Regions from separate parts of the Sus scrofa genome. Here region 1 is linked to region 2. The links are chromatin contacts, called in public promoter capture Hi-C maps. All regions are on one chromosome and are shown on one strand. Each heading gives the region's core, a stretch centred on a gene start, on an enhancer-like site or on the middle of the called end of the contact. The rest is flanking DNA. Distances are from core to core; before and after follow the strand shown. Region 1 overlaps LOC102161686 (a long non-coding RNA gene). Region 2 holds the start of ZWILCH (protein zwilch homolog).

What was found. Promoter capture Hi-C pulls out the DNA fragments that hold promoters and counts their contacts.
Region 1: a contact with region 2 is called in a promoter capture Hi-C map of fetal liver, with 3 times the contacts expected there. The contact joins the enhancer-like site here to the promoter of ZWILCH in region 2. A contact is called at or near these places in 1 of 5 promoter capture datasets (fetal liver) and 6 of 47 Hi-C or Micro-C datasets (embryonic fibroblasts, epiblast stem cells, fetal heart ventricle and 3 more).

What each region holds. Positions count from the first base shown.
Region 1 is chr1:164,787,529-164,795,071 of Sscrofa11.1, forward strand. All of the region lies in intron 3 of LOC102161686 (a long non-coding RNA gene), which reads left to right. Among named protein-coding and RNA genes, the nearest start is that of SMAD6, 140 kb to the left of the region's middle. Within about 2 kb of position 3,688, at least 24 of the 83 cell types and tissues checked have an H3K27ac peak or open chromatin away from gene starts, as enhancers often do. A contact at or near this core is called in fetal liver, where this site is marked.
Region 2 is chr1:164,479,047-164,486,707 of Sscrofa11.1, forward strand. It overlaps ZWILCH (protein zwilch homolog), which reads left to right and starts at 2,739. Exons shown (of 19, transcript XM_021100319.1): 1 at 2,739-3,031. The coding sequence starts at 2,979. It overlaps RPL4 (60S ribosomal protein L4), which reads right to left and starts at 2,719. Exons shown (of 10, transcript XM_005659862.3): 1 at 2,430-2,719; 2 at 544-715; 3 at 257-363. The coding sequence starts at 2,432.

The sequences.
Region 1 (7,543 bases), core at 2,438-4,937, 310 kb after region 2:
GCTGATAGATCAATGCAACAGCGTGAATGGAACTGGCTTGGTGAGTGAAAGAAGCCAGGTGCGAAGAATAGCTACATTTTATTCCATTCATAAGAAGTTACGGAGTTCCCATTGTGGCACAGTGGAGATGAATCCGACTGGGAACAATGAGGTTGCAGGTTCGATCCCTGGCCTCACCCAGTGGGTTAAGAATCCGGTGTTGCCATGAGTTGTGGTCTAGTTCGCAGACGCGGCTAGGATCTCGCCTTGCTGTGGCTGTGGTGTAGGCTGGCGGCTACAGGTCCGATTCGACCCCTAGGCTGGGAACCTCCATATGCCTCAGGTGCGGCCCTAAAAAACAAACAAAACAAAAAAAGTTCAAGATCAAGAAAAGCTCAGATAGTGGTTATCTCTGGGTGGTGCTGACTGGGAGGGGGCTCGATGGCATCCTCTGGCATGTTGGAACTGTTCTTTTGTCCTGATCTGTTGTCACACAGCTTTATATCCATGTCAGAGTTCATTGAACTTGAGCTTCATGCACGATTTGAGATTCATGTGCATCATGCTATGTATATTTCAATAAACATGGTAAAAAGAGGAATTGCCACTGTGGTGCAGTGGGTTAAGGATCCAGCACTGCCACAGCTGTGATGTAAGCAGCAGCTGTGGGGTGTAAGTTGTATCTGTGGCTTGGATTCGATCCCTGGCCTGGGAACTTCCATGTGCCGCAGGCGCAGCCAAAAAATAAAAATAAAAAAAAGGTAAGAGGAAAAAATGCATTACCTGGAGAGCTGGTGAAGAGCAAGTGAGGTGGAGAATGTCATTGATCCTGTCTCAAAATTGGCACCTGGGGACATTCCCTGCTTCCATGTGCCACTCTGAGGGACAAGGAGTACCTTCCAGCACCCTGGTCCTGTCATGGACCCAGCATTAGCTAGGATCAGATAATGCTGTGCTGTTGGAATTGAGGGATGGAAGGGGACCGAGTCCTTTTTTTTTTTTTTTTTCCTGGTGCTTTGATTTGTGATGAGATTATAGTCTTTATCATTAAATGTGGTAACTTGCTGGCGTTCAGGTTCCAAAAGCTGGTGTGCAGTGGAGACCCTGGAGTGGGGAGCTCTCAGCTTTCCTGGCAGTGAGAGCAGCCCCTCTAGTTGCGGATGGGCAAGATGCCCCAGAGGGCGCTTTGAGGATCCCAGGTTCACCCAGCAATGGAGTGGCAGGGCCCCACCCCACCTCTCACTGGCCCATGTCCAAAGTGCCCCCAGGATCAACTGGCTGGGGACCACTGTACCACTTCCACTCTTCCACCCTGTCCCAAAGTTGCTGTCCCAAGCCCAGAAAGGGGAGTAACATCCCCAAGGCCACACAGGATGTCTGCCGCAGAGCTAGGCAAGGCCACAGGCAGAGTGAGGAGCGAGAGACTGAAGGCTCGGGCTGCCAGCCAGGCTTTTCTCTCCTGCCCAGGGGTGCAGGGTCCCTCCTGAGCAAAGGCTGGGGTGGGGGGTGTTCCTCCCGCTCTGCAGAGAGAGTGCATCTTGTATTATTGGGGGAGTACTTGGCATGGGGGGCGGGGACTTCTCTGCCAGGTATTGTAGAGGGTGAGTGCCAGCTCCTCAGCCCTTCCTGTCTTGGGGTCACAATTCAATCCCACTGGTCCCCCTCCATGCCTCGCTTCTGGCAGAAATGTCACAGACTGGCCCTGTTTTCAACCTGTGTGAATTTCCTTTGACTCCGCTGGCACCTCGTTAGGTGTGAGGTGGGGGCAGCCGGAGGGAGATTCCAGAGGTCAATGTCACCCAGGCCAGGACCAGGGCAGGAACCTCCCTTCTCACTGCCTCCAGGTGTCAGTTTCAATGTCACCTCATCAGAAGGGCCCCCCCCGCCCCACAACCTGCCCTTATGTCCTCCTCCCCATCCTCTCCCACAGCCTCTGCTCTTTCTTCAGGGCCCCCATCATCACTCACCTGTACTTCTGTCTTCAGCAGTCTGTCCTGCCTTACAGGCCTGTAAGCGCCTCCAGGGCAGGAGCTGTGACCGTCTGTTCCCCACAGGGCCCTGCTGCCTGGCACATACATGTAACAGTAGGTGTTTGAGGGAAGAATAAATAAATGCGTGAGGCAGAACTGCTCTGGCAGGGATGTAGATACTACAGCGGGGAAGGAAGGGTTTGTTCTGGTGTGTGGGTGTGGTTGCAGAGGTTTCAGAGGGAGCTGCTCTAGGTGGGGGAGAGCAGGAGGCCTCTCCTGAAAGATACCCTGAAACTCAGGTCCTTCCTTTATGAGCCAGAGGCCCCCTGGGAAGCTGTGTGGGGTGGGGGTCAGGGGTCCCTGCATCTGGAAAGGCAGCGCCTGGATTCCCAGATGCAGGCAACCTGGGTTCCCACCCTCCACAGCACTCCAAGTGGCTCTGGAGAGACGGTCCTTCCCTTGCGGGAGGAGAGGCAGCCCAGGCCTTCTCCCTCTGGACACACTGGCCCTTAGACAGGGCCTCTCCCCTGGAGCTTCTCTCCCTGGCAAGAGGCCTCTAGCCTAACCCCCAGTGAGGGCCAGAGGCCTGCCTGGGTCACAGAGCCACAGAGCTGGGACTCGCTTCAGGCACAAGGTCTCCAGCTCCCGTCGTCCACCATGTGAGGCTTGAGGGCCTTAGTTAGGTTGGTCAGCACGAAGCAGGCAGCCCCAACCGTGGATCCCACACTCTGTCTGCAATTAAACTGGAAGCCCAGTGTCCCCAGGCAATCTCGGGGATCAGTGCCGCTGCCTTGCGGAGGGCATCTTCTCTGGTTGTGCCCGCAGCCACCCTCTGCTCACGTGCGCCATGCTCAGGACACTGAGGGCTGACTTCAGAAATGCCTGTTTTCTGGGCTGTAAAGGTGTCTTCTGACTCCTGGCTGGAGAAGTGGGAAGGGAGGGAAGGCTGTGCCTCCTCCATCAGCTCCAGGACTCTTTGGTCTCCACTCTCCAGCCCTTTTGCGCTGAGTCTCATCCCACGACACCCGAGGCTGTCTAGGTCCCCTCACACACCTCCTACTCCAGGCCAGAGCCCTCTGGAGGCCTGGGGTGCAGGCCTGGGTCAGGTCGGGAGCGGGGTGTGGGAGGCTAGGTCTTCCAGCGCCCTCTTCCTGGGAGTTCCCCTGGTCGTGGATGACATCTTACTTGTTCCTGTGCCCCCGAATCCACACCAGAGCCTGGCATAGAGGGGGCTCTTGTGACATGAAAGAGGCGACATAGAATATCATTTGAGGGCTTCTAGAAAGACATTCCAGGCCCGTGATTCCCTTCCCCCTAGCTCCCCAGAAGCCACAGTCTGGAATTCCACCAAGAGAGGCGTGTGCCTTGACATTTTCTTCATAGGAGTAAATCAGAAGATTAGTTTATTCTGCTCCTGGGCCCAGAGGCCTCAGGAACTTCTGAGAGCCAGACTGGAGATATGGGTGGGGAGGGGTCCACCAGCCTGTTCTTCAGCTTCTGGAAGAGAAGAGCTGAGACCCCAGGGAGGGGCTGACCTCTGGAGACAGGCTTGGGCTGCAGGGGCCCTTGGGGCCGGCGGGAACAGCAAGGCCTGTCTGGGAGGGAGCCTCTGACAGACGCTTTATCAGGCCCTGTCGCCGGCGTTATCTGTGGCTTCTCAGCAAAGAAGGAGCCACAGTCCTCAGCCACCCTCAGACCACTCCAGGCCTGGAACAAAGCAGCCGAGTCAGCTGGCAGCCCCATGGCTCCACTGTTAGACTGTGGGCTTTGCAGCCCCGAGGCCCACGTGGGGTGTTCAGGGGGGTGGCTGGCCCGGCCTGGCGACGGCCCGTCTGCTGGGACTCCCCCGCCAAGTGCCCGCTGCCGCAGGGACCACCTCCCTGGAGCCTGTCTGCAGAATGGGAATGGGGCATCGGGTCACCCCGGCCCCTGAAGAGCCCGGCTGAAATGTCAGCCACAAAGAACGGGACACAGAAGGGCCTGTCCAGGAACAAGGGCCAAGTGTTGGCGTGGAATGATGGCCAGGGCCGAGCTGGTCAAATGTTTACTTGGAATGGTTCAAGTGGGCACCTTCCAGCCACGGGGGCAGCTGGTGGTGTCTGGCATGGGGCCCCTCTACCCACCACCACAGAGTTCAGACTCACCCTAGATGGGCTCGAATCCAAAAGCGCTCAGAGGGGGCTACCAGTCTAGGCCCTGGCATTGCCACTCCCTCTCAGTCCCTACCCACTATTGGGGAGAGAAAGAGCTGGGAAGGCAGGTTCAACCTCTCCCATTCTGGAAGCACCTGCTTCTCTGGCCTCCTGCAGGGCTGCTATGAAGAGTTGGGCAGGTTGTGCTCTGCAAAAGAACCTCGACACTGAAGCAAGTGGACTGGAAATCCTTGCAACGGGGCAGGGAGCTATATCAGCCTAGAGGGTGCTTTTTTTGCATAGGTCTTGCTAGGAGGAGGCACCTTTGCATGCTGAGCATTGGGGACATTAAAGTGACAGCATGGTTCTTTTGGTAGGACTGGTTTATAGTTTGTTATGGATAGGGTGGCTTGATATAATACAGGATGCCCAGTTGGATGTGAAATTCAGATAAACAACTACACTTTTTTTTTTTTTAAGTGTATTTGTGTCCCAATGCAATATTGTAATGTCTGTGTCATGGGTGAATGAAGATCAGACCTTCCCACAAATCCCCCTCGGCACATAACGCCCTAAGGGGTCATGGAGGAGACTCTGGGAGGCTGAAGAGAAGCCAGTGTGGCTGGAGAGGAGCCTAAGAGGTGACAGGGGCAAGATGGAGTGCTCTCTTGAAGGCTGAGGATCTCTGAATGAAATGGGGCCACGGGAGGGTTTGAGTAGGGGACTCAAGTTGTAACTGGCTCCCTCTGGTGGTGGTGTTGAGAATAGACTGGAGGGGCCTGCCAGGGTAGGCAGACCTGTGAGGTGACTGCAGGGGCCGTCCAGGCCAGAGGGCCAGGGCAGTGAGCTTGGCGCTGGAGAGAAATGGCTGATTCTGGCCGTAGGAACTTTTTGTTAGGGAACATGCCAAACATGCACAGCAGTAGCAAGAATAATACAAAGAACTCCTATGTCCCCATCACCCATTTTAACCTTCAGCTCACAGCCAATTCTGTTTCCGTAGTGGAAACCTGTCCCCCTTCTTGACAACTGGATTATTTTGAAACACATCCCAGATATCATATTATTTCAATCATAAATGTGTCAGTATGTATCACTGAATGGTAAGGCCTGGATGTATTTTGAAGCAGAAGCCACTAGGAATTTGCCTCCAGAGTTTAAGCAGCTGTTGAGAGAGAGGAGGCCCCTGACCTTGTGAAATCCATGGCTGGGCAGTTAGTTCCCAGGTCTTAGGACCACCTCTCCTACAGCTTTCTAGTGTTTTCCTCCTCAGGTCTCCTGTCTCCACCCTCCTGTCTGCAGGCACTCCTAGCGTGATGCTCCTCAGAACTTGGTCTTGGGACATAGGTGTGGACTCCCCACTGGAAGCTCCTGCCCAAAGTCGCTCTTTCTGGTCTCTCTCTTTCTCTCTCTCTCTTTTTTTAAATTTGTTTTCTAGGGCTGATCCTGTGGCATATGGAGGTTTCCAGCCTAGGAGTCTAATTGGAGGTGTAGCTGCTGGCTTACGCCACCATCACAGCAATGCTGGATCCGAGCCACGTCTGTGACCTACACCACAGCTCACGGCAACGCCGGATCCCCAACCCGCTGAGCAAGGCCAGGGATCGAACTTGTGTCCTTGTGGATGCTAGTCAGGTTCATTACCCACTGAGCCACAATGGGAACTCCTCTCTTTCTGGTCTCTTGATAACAGGACTGTACAGTGTCTGCAGCTGAGGTTCCCTAGGCCCACACAGATACTCACTCCCCGTGCTCAGGAAATGCAGGTTCCCTGGTGAATGTGAGGGAAGCCCTGGGAAGTCACAGAGTGAGGGCCTGGGACATGGATTCAGACATCACAACCCTAATAAGTTCAGGGAAGCTCTTAGCCTTCAGAAGGCCACCCCCTCCAGGAAGCAGCCTGGCTCTATCTCTAATTTCCTGGGAGACTTTGCATGGGCTCCTTCCCCTCTCTGGGCCTGGTCAGGCAGGGCCTCTATTTTCTCTTTGGCCTTTCACATCTGCTCCCCTATAGTCCCTGGGATGGAGGAGTTGAGGGCAAAGCTGGACTTGGAGAGAGGCTGCTGGGAACATGCTAACTTTGGACCCAGCCACGCACATTGCACCCTGTGATGCAGGCATAATGGCCCCACTTTACAGAAGAGATGACTGAGGTACAGAAAAGTAAAGACACTTGACTAGTATCCCCTAATCTGTAGGCAGCATGACCAGGATGTGGATCCAAGGCCAAATACTCAGCACAGGGGCACAGGTGCTCCCATGGTTTTTGAGGCCCCACCCTGGGCAGGGTCCTCCTCAGAAGGCCCAGTTCCACCAGTGAAGTTCAGATTCCAGCCACTCTGTCACCTCAGAACCTCCAAGCCTGGTGCTCCTCCCAGCCTCCTCACGCTGACACTGGGAGGCTGATACACCTTCCTATTCCGTTCATTTTCATTCACTGAGCCCTCCCGCGGGTGGACTCCAGGAGCATGGATGCACCAACACGTTTCTCATTGAATTCTCACAGCAACTGAGGAAGGTGTTATGCCCATTTTACAGATGTGGAAACTGATGCCCAGAGAGGAGCAGTGGTCCGCCTAAAGTCACACAGCCCCACAGTGATAGAGACAGGATTGAGACCACAGTTCTCTGACCCCAGATGCTCCTTCCCCTGCATGGCAAGGGCTGGTTCAGGACAGTAATGTGTCTAATGACCCCTTGCCATCTGGTTGTCCTGGCTCCAGGCACCCTTTTTTCCCAAATAACTCTTCTTAGTTTCGCCTACGTAATCACCCTTGATCTTTCTAATAATTGTGGGAGGCAGTTACCATGACTGGCTTTTATAGGTGAAGTGCCACACATGCCTCAGGGGAGACTGGATTTTGAAACATCCTGAAACCTCCCCAAGACTGGAATAGCTCCTCTGAGCTGCCCACAGATGCTTATGTGCATCCAGCGCCCCCTACAGCCTTTCAATGACATGGACTCACCCCGCTGGGTCATTTAGAAAGTCTTTTTCTGGCAAGTTTTCCTTCTCCTTTTAAGTCGCTACCTCCCACGGGTTACTGCATCTGGGGCTTTGCTTCACAAGTTTGGACTCACCTTGTCCCTCCTTGCTGCCCATATTCAGCAGTAGTTAAAACATGTTTGCCTCTGTAACTCTGCCTGCGAGAAACTAGGATGTTGCCTGGGCTCCACACCCTGGGGAGGCTGTCAAGCTTGAGAACCACCAAAGTGAGTCTGGGTTTCCACCTAGACTCACTAGAGAACTCTTTGGGGTGAGATTGAGGCAGAATATTAACTCAGGTAGTCAGTGTAGGAGCATGGGCCTCGATGCCCTCTTTGATATGGCCATTGATGAACATGCGTGGCGTAAGGGCTCCAGGGAGTAACATCCCCACCGGCCGTGTTTACTATAGGGAGTGTACCTACACCCAGATGGACATTAATCCCTGATCCCCTGTGACTCCGTTTACCGGATGA
Region 2 (7,661 bases), core at 1,489-3,988:
CAGAGCCACAGCAACGCAGGATCCGAGCCACGTCTGTGACCTACACCACAGCTCATGTCAACGCCGGATCGTTAACCCACTGAACAAGGGCAAGGATCAAACCTGCAACCTCATGGTTCCCAGTCGGATTCGTTAACCACTGCGCCACGACGGGAACTCCTTGAACATATTTTTAAACCACTAACATGAATAAAGCAGGTCCAGGCTGCTAAATGCCACAAGAGCTGACCAGTCTAGGTAGTGAAACAAAGGATACATTTCCAAAAGCACCCTGGCCAGAACGGTGAGTCCCACCACCTCGAACCCTGGGAATTCGAGCCACAGCTCTGCCAGTACCCCAAGACTCAGCACTGGTTTGATGACCTGAAATTGTGAAGAAACACAAGTTTCAGCTACCCAACCACACTAGTCTATGACTATGCTATTAGCAAACAGCATCAGAACATCCAGGAAAATCATGTGGTTCAGAAACACGGACCAACGGAGTGGAATTTCATCATTGCTGTTTTAAAATACCAACCCATGAAACCCCTAAATCCATACCTGCTAATTCACTGACAGCATATGGCTGTCTGTTGTTTTTGCGCAGGTTGGTGTGAACAAAGTTCACGATGTCTGGTCGAATGGGAGCCTTGAACACAGCAGGCAAAGTGACATTTTTGCCAGATGACTCCCCTTTTTCTGAGTACACTGATATCAGTGGACGAGCACACGCCTGAGAAAAAGGAAAATATTTATATTGACAAGCAACAGAGGCACTCTTCTCACATGTCAACAAAAGCATTAACTACTGTTACAGAAGAGACTGGAGTTTGACTAGGAAGTAATGCTAAAACCAAAAACAGAGGCTAAGTTACTAACACACCATCAGGTCTATTAACATCAATATACATTTGAAGGACACTTAGATTCTTAAGTTCTGCCACAGAAATTTCACTGTTTTCAAAGAGAATGCTTTATATTAAAACTTCCAAACCAGGCCTTAGAAAGCAAACTCATCAAAATCATACATCACAAGGTTTGAAAATGCAGTTTAATGCCACCATTCAAATTTGTTCATCCCAAATATAAGCAAATTTGATCTAACAGAGCTCTATTCCAAATATCCATCCTTGCTTCCTTCATCCCATTCCAAAAACATCTTCCAAAACTTACTAGTAAAAACGCCAGTCATGTTACTTTTTACATAATCTTCTCCAAGGACTTACTCCCTCAAAGTTAACTAAGACTCTGAGGATGACCCACACCAGCCACCTGTTAACCTCAACTCCCATACTCTCTTCCAGATACTCAGACCTACCTCAGAGATATCCCCCTCCTGCCTCAGAGTTAACAAGTCTTCTTAAAGATACCCTCCCCCATACCTACACTTCAGGCCACTTTGAAGGTTTCTCAGATCACTGAAGCCCAACTACTGCCTCCTCTCTCATTGCCTATGATTACATCATTTAATGCCACCAAACATTACAATCCATTTTGTCCAACTCAATTACAACGGATGCATCATAAGGATAGTGCTTTCTGACTGTTTTGTTCACTCAACTCCCCAGGACACATGGTGCATGCAGACTGTATTTGTGGAAATGCAACTTCTAAGCCAAAAGGACCAGAACGCTTTCAGAGGCAGATCTTAAGCTGACACACAATTAATTCACTCTGCGGTACTAACATCGCCAGATCTTGGTTGGCGCAAACATGAGGCCCCCACGACACATCTATTTTCCGAGTTAAGAATCTCATTTCTCAAACTTTAGTAATTAAGAACAGATTATGCCTTGCTCAGTAGAATTTTCGTCACCCTTCTGAACCAGCTTACTGACAGCAGGCAACTGTCGCTGAGAACAGAGTAAGACGCAAATTACGCCATCATTGCAAGGAAAACCTAGTATCAAACCATCCTTTATATTGAGCATAAACATTTTAAGACCCTTACCATGAATAAACTAGGCTCAATTTACTAAATGCCACAAGAGCTAGCCAATCTAGGCAGTGAAACAAAATATTTTTCTTAAGGAAATTTCTCAAAAGAGATAAATGTTCCTTGCTTAACAGCTCACGGAGATACAAGGACCCAAACTAACTCTTTCACCCAGACTGTTTTAGGCCCCGAGAATTTCCAAGTCTTCAGCGGAACCAATGCCTTCTAAGATCGAAGGAAAGATCGGATTCCAAAGGTCCCTCTGCGCCCGAGAACTATCTGGGGAGGATTCTCCGGAGTCGCTTCCAGGCGCGCCGGGCGCCGACTCGCACACGTTGCCTCTAAGATGGCTGCCATAGAGCCGCGCTACCCAGGTCCCAGCCGCAAACAGACGACTTTAGCCCCCATCATTTGTTCCCGCCTTGAAGACCTCATGCCCTGAAACCCCAAACCCATTCCTGCCAGGCCCATTGAGCAGAAAATAAGCCCAACCGAGAAGAACTCCACTCACCATGGTGGGGAGAGGAGAAGGCCACGCTCCTCTCAACCCGGCGGCTCCCACAGGAAAAGGAAGTGCTTAGCACTCTCACTCTATATGTAATCTTCAACTCGTCCCCCACCTTGCCCCGTCTCAGAACCGATTCAGGGACACAAAATATCTCTCTACGACTCTACATAAATAAAAAAGTAGAGTATTATTTCTGAATAGGTGTCAAATTGCGGTTTCTATTAATTTTCAAAGCCAAAAGAGCTCTTACAACCGAGGGACTCTTTTTCGCGGAGTAATCCACAAGGGGGCGTGGCCAATTCTCGCGAGATCAGTATCTTTTTCCCCGAAACCGCTAAAACTTATTTTAACTTTTTCTTACGGGAATGGAAAACTATTGGGACAGGAAAAGCCGCGGTGTGTTATAAAACAAAAGTTTAACTTTGTGAACAAACGAGAGCTTTTGGGGGTGGGGTAAAAGTAGTTCTGGAGGGGGGGTCATGACCCCGGACGTCAGCGTCGGGCGCGTATTTCAGATTGGCGGTTCCGGTTCGGCAGTGCGACGGGTGCAAGATGTGGTTGCGAATGAACCAAGCTGCTGAAGAGTTTTACGCTCTTCTCCTGAAGTGAGTTATAACCCTTGCTTTTGGCTTGGCTCTGAGCACAGCACCTCTTCCTCGGGGTATCTCATTTCTCCCCCCAATCCTCTAGACGCAGCCTTGGGGATTAACGCCTCGCCTGTTTCCAGCGGCGCGAATGTTGCCGCCTAGTCAGCTTTCCTGGGGTCTGGGAGCTGAGGAGAGGTTTGTTATCTGCTCCATTGTGGGGATTGGCCCTGTGGGGCTTGCTTGTAGTCTTGTTTTAAAAAAAAAACATCTGTACGCTGTCACTCGAGGTGGAAGGTGACAGGTTTTCCAAGAGGCGAGTTATTCTGATAAACACACACACTCGTGGTGTTAGAGGCACCTGTCAGGATATGGAGCACTAGATGTTGATATCCTTCATCTCTTTAAAGCCTTGCTAGTGTGAAACGTGTTGTTATAGTCTATTCAGGATAGAAATTATGAAAGGAACAACAGCTAGAATGCTATAGTGATCGTGTGTCGGCCCTTTAAAGCATCTTTATTTCACAGTGCTCGAAGACCTCATTTTATTTTTAGAGTGAAGTACCAGTACCAAAGGAGATTCCATCCAGTTCTGTCTACATCCAAAGTAAAAATCTAGTCCGGTAGTTCTCAAATTTGAGCTTGTGTCAGAATCACCTGGCGGGTTGCCAAAACAGATTGCTGGGCCTACTTTTAGGGTTTCTGATTTAGTAAGTCTGGGTGGGATCTGTAAAGAATTTGCGTTTTTGCTGTAATCTAACCCCTTATTTTCTAAGTGCCATACTTTTTCATTGTTTATTGCTTTTTTTTTACTGCTTACAGAAGTGGTAGTGCTTGTCGATTTTTTTCAACATTATAGAAAGAGCTGTAGCTTTTTTAGCTGTGGTGTAAGCCGACGGCTACAGCTCCGGTTCAGCCCTTAGCCTGGGAACCTCCATATGCCACGGGTGCGGCCCTAAAAAAAAAAGTCAAAGTGAGGCAGTCACAGGTGTACTTTTTATTTCAGTGAGTCATAGAGTACATCAAATAAAAAATGGTATCTTTTTTTCCACTCTTTTTCCTTTATTTTTTCTTTTGTTATTATTAAAGTATAGTTGATTTACAATGTTTTGTCAAGTTCTGTTGTACAACAAAATGACCCAATCACACACAGTTCCCTGTGCTGTACAGTAGGATCCCATTGCCCATCCATTCCAAATATAACAGTTTGCATCCAAAAAACCCCCCAAAATGCCCATCCATCCCACTCCCTTCCCTTTCCCCTTTGTGAACTCCAAGTCTGCTCTTCTTGGCCATGTTCTTGTTTCCGTTTGTTTGTTTGTTTTTTAGATAGGATCATCTGTACCATATTTTAGATTGCACAAATAAGTGATATCATATGGTATTTTCTTTTTCTTTCTGGCTTACTTCACTTTGTATGAGAAGCTGTAGATTCATCCATGTTGCTGCAAATGACATTAGTTTGTCTTTTTTATGGTTGAGTAATATTCCCTTGTATACATGTACCACATCTTAATCCAGTCATCTGTTGATGGACATTTAGGCTGTTTTCATGTCTTGGCTATTGTGAATAATGCTGCAGTGATCATAGGGATGCATGCGTCTTTTTCAGTGAAAGTTTTTGTCCAGATAAATCCCCAGCAATGGAATTGCTGGATCATATGGTAGCATCATAGTTTTCTGATGTACCTTCATATTGTTTTCCATAGTGGTTGTACAGTTTACATCTTCACCAACAGTGGAGGAGGGTACCTTTTTCTCCACACTCTCTCCAGCATTTATTTGTTGACTTGTTAATGATGGCCATCTGACTGGTGTGAAGTGGTACCTCATTTTAGTTTTGATTTGCATTTCTTTAATAATTAGTGGTATTGAGCATTTCTTCATATGCCTTTTGGCTATCCGTATGTCTGCTTTGGAGAAGGTCTTTTGCCCGTTTTTCATTTGGGTTGTTTGTTTTTTTGTTGTTGAGTTGCCTGAGTTGTTTGTATATTTTGGAGATGAGGCCCTTGTCTGTTGCATCATTGGCAAAGATTTTCTCCCATTCTGTGGGTTGTCTTTTTCTTTTTTTTTAAATGCTTTCCTTTGCTGTCCAAAAGCTTTTGAGTTTGATTAGGTCCCATTGGTTTATTTGTGTCTTTATTGTCATTATTCTAGGAGGTGAATCAAACAAGATATTGCTGTGATTTATGTCAAAGAGCATTCTGTCTATGCTTTCCTCTAGGGAGTTTTATAGTGTCTGGCCTTATATTTGGGTCTTTAATCTATTTTGAGTTTATTGTTGTATATGTTAGATAGTGTTCTACTTTCATTCTTTTACATGTAACTTTCCAGTTTTCCCAGCACCATTTATTTATTTATTTATTTTTTTATTTTCCCACTGTACAGCAAGGGGGTCAGGTCATCCTTAGATGTATACATTGCAGTTACAATTTTTTCCCCCATCCTTTCTTCTGTTGCGACATGAGTATCTAGACATAGTTCTCAATGCTATTCAGCAGGATCTCCTTATAAATCTATTCTAGGTTGTGTCTGATAAGCCCAAGCTCCCGATCCCTCCCACTCCCTCCCCCTCCCATCAGGCAACCACAAGTCTCTTCTCCAAGTCCATGATTTTCTTTTCTGAGGAGATGTTCATTTGTGCTGGATATTAGATTCCAGTTATAAGTGATATCATATGGTATTTGTCTTTGTCTTTCTGGCTCATTTCACTCAGTATGAGAGTCTCTAGTTCCATCCATGTTGCTGCAAATGGCATGATGTCATCCTTTTTTATGGCTGAGTAGTATTCCATTGTGTATATATACCACATCTTCCGAATCCAATCATCTGTCGATGGACATTTGGGTTGTTTCCATGTCTTGGCTATTGTGAATAGGGCTGCAATGAACATGCGGGTACATGTGTCTCTTTTAAGTAGAGCTTTGTCCGGATAGATGCCCAAGAGTGGGATTGCAGGGTCATATGGAAGTTCTATGTATAGATTTCTAAGGTATCTCCAAACTGTTCTCCATAGTGGCTGTACCAGTTTACATTCCCACCAACAGTGCAGGAGGGTTCCCTTTTCTCCACAGCCCCTCCAGCACTTGTTATTTGTGGATTTATTAATAATGGCCATTCTGACTGGTGTGAGGTGGTATCTCATGGTAGTTTTGATTTGCATTTCTCTTATAATCAGCGATGTTGAGCATTTTTTCATGTGTTTGTTGGCCATCTGTATATCTTCCTTGGAGAAATGTCAATTCAGGTCTTTTGCCCATTTTTCCATTGATTGATTGGTTTTTTTGCTGTTGAGTTGTATAAGTTGCTTGTATATTCTAGAGATTAAGCCCTTGTCAGTTGCATCATTTGAAAGTATTTTCTCCCATTCTGAAAGTTGTCTTTTTGTTTTCTTTTTGGTTTCCTTTGCTGTGCAAAAGCTTTTCAGGGAGTTCCCGTCGTGGCGCAGTGGTTAACGAATCCGACTAGGAACCATGAGGTTGCGGGTTCGGTCCCTGCCCTTGCTCAGTGGGTTAACGATCCGGCGTTGCCGTGAGCTGTGGTGTAGGTTGCAGACGCGGCTCGGATCCCGCGTTGCTGTGGCTCTGGCGTAGGCCGGTGGCTACAGCTCCGATTCAACCCCTAGCCTGGGAACCTCCATATGCCGCGGGAGCGGCCCAAGAAATAGCAACAACAACAACAACAACAAAAAGACAAAAGACCAAAAAAAAAAAAAAAAAAAAAAAAGCTTTTCAGTTTGATGAGGTCCCATGGGTTTATTTTTGCTCTAATTTCTATTGCTTTGGGAGACTGACCTGAGAAAATATTCATGATGTTGATGTCAGAGAGTGTTTTGCCTATGTTTTCTTCGAGGAGTTTGATGGTGTCCTGTCGTATATTTAAGTCTTTCAGCCATTTGGAGTTTATTTTTGTGCATGGTGTGAGGGTGTGTTCTAGTTTCATTGCTTTGCATGCAGCTGTCCAGGTTTCCCAGCAATGCTTGCTGAATAGACTTTCCTTTTCCCATTTGATGTTCTTGCCTCCCTTGTCAAAGATTAATTTACCATAGGTGTCAGGGTTTATTTCCGGGTTCTCTATTCTGTTCCATTGGTCGGTCTGTCTGTTTTGATACCAGTACCACACTGTTTTGATGACTGTGGCTTTGTAGTATTTCTTGAAGTCTGGGAGAGTGATGCCTCCTGCTTGGTTTTTGTTTCTCAGGATTGCTTTGGCGATTCTGGGTCTTTTGTGGTTCCATATAAATGTTTGGATTGTTTGTTCTAGTTCTGTGAACAATGTCATGGGTAATTTGATAGGGATTGCATTGAATCTGTAGATTGCTTTGGGTAGTATGGCCATTTTTACAATATTGATTTTCCCAATCCAGGAACATGGAATATCTTTCCATTTCTTTACATCTTCTTTGATTTCTTTGATTAAAGTTTTATAGTTCTCGGCATATAGGTCCTTTACCTCTTTGGTCAGGTGTATTCCGAGGTATTTGATTTTGCCAGCACCATTTATTGAAGAGACTGTCTTTCTTCCACTGTATGTTCTGTCCTCCTTTGTTATAGATTAGTTGCACATATGTACTTGGGTTTATATCTGGGTTTCTATGCTGTTCCATAGGTCTATATTTCTGTTTTTGTGCCAGTACTGTTGTGGCAGCTGT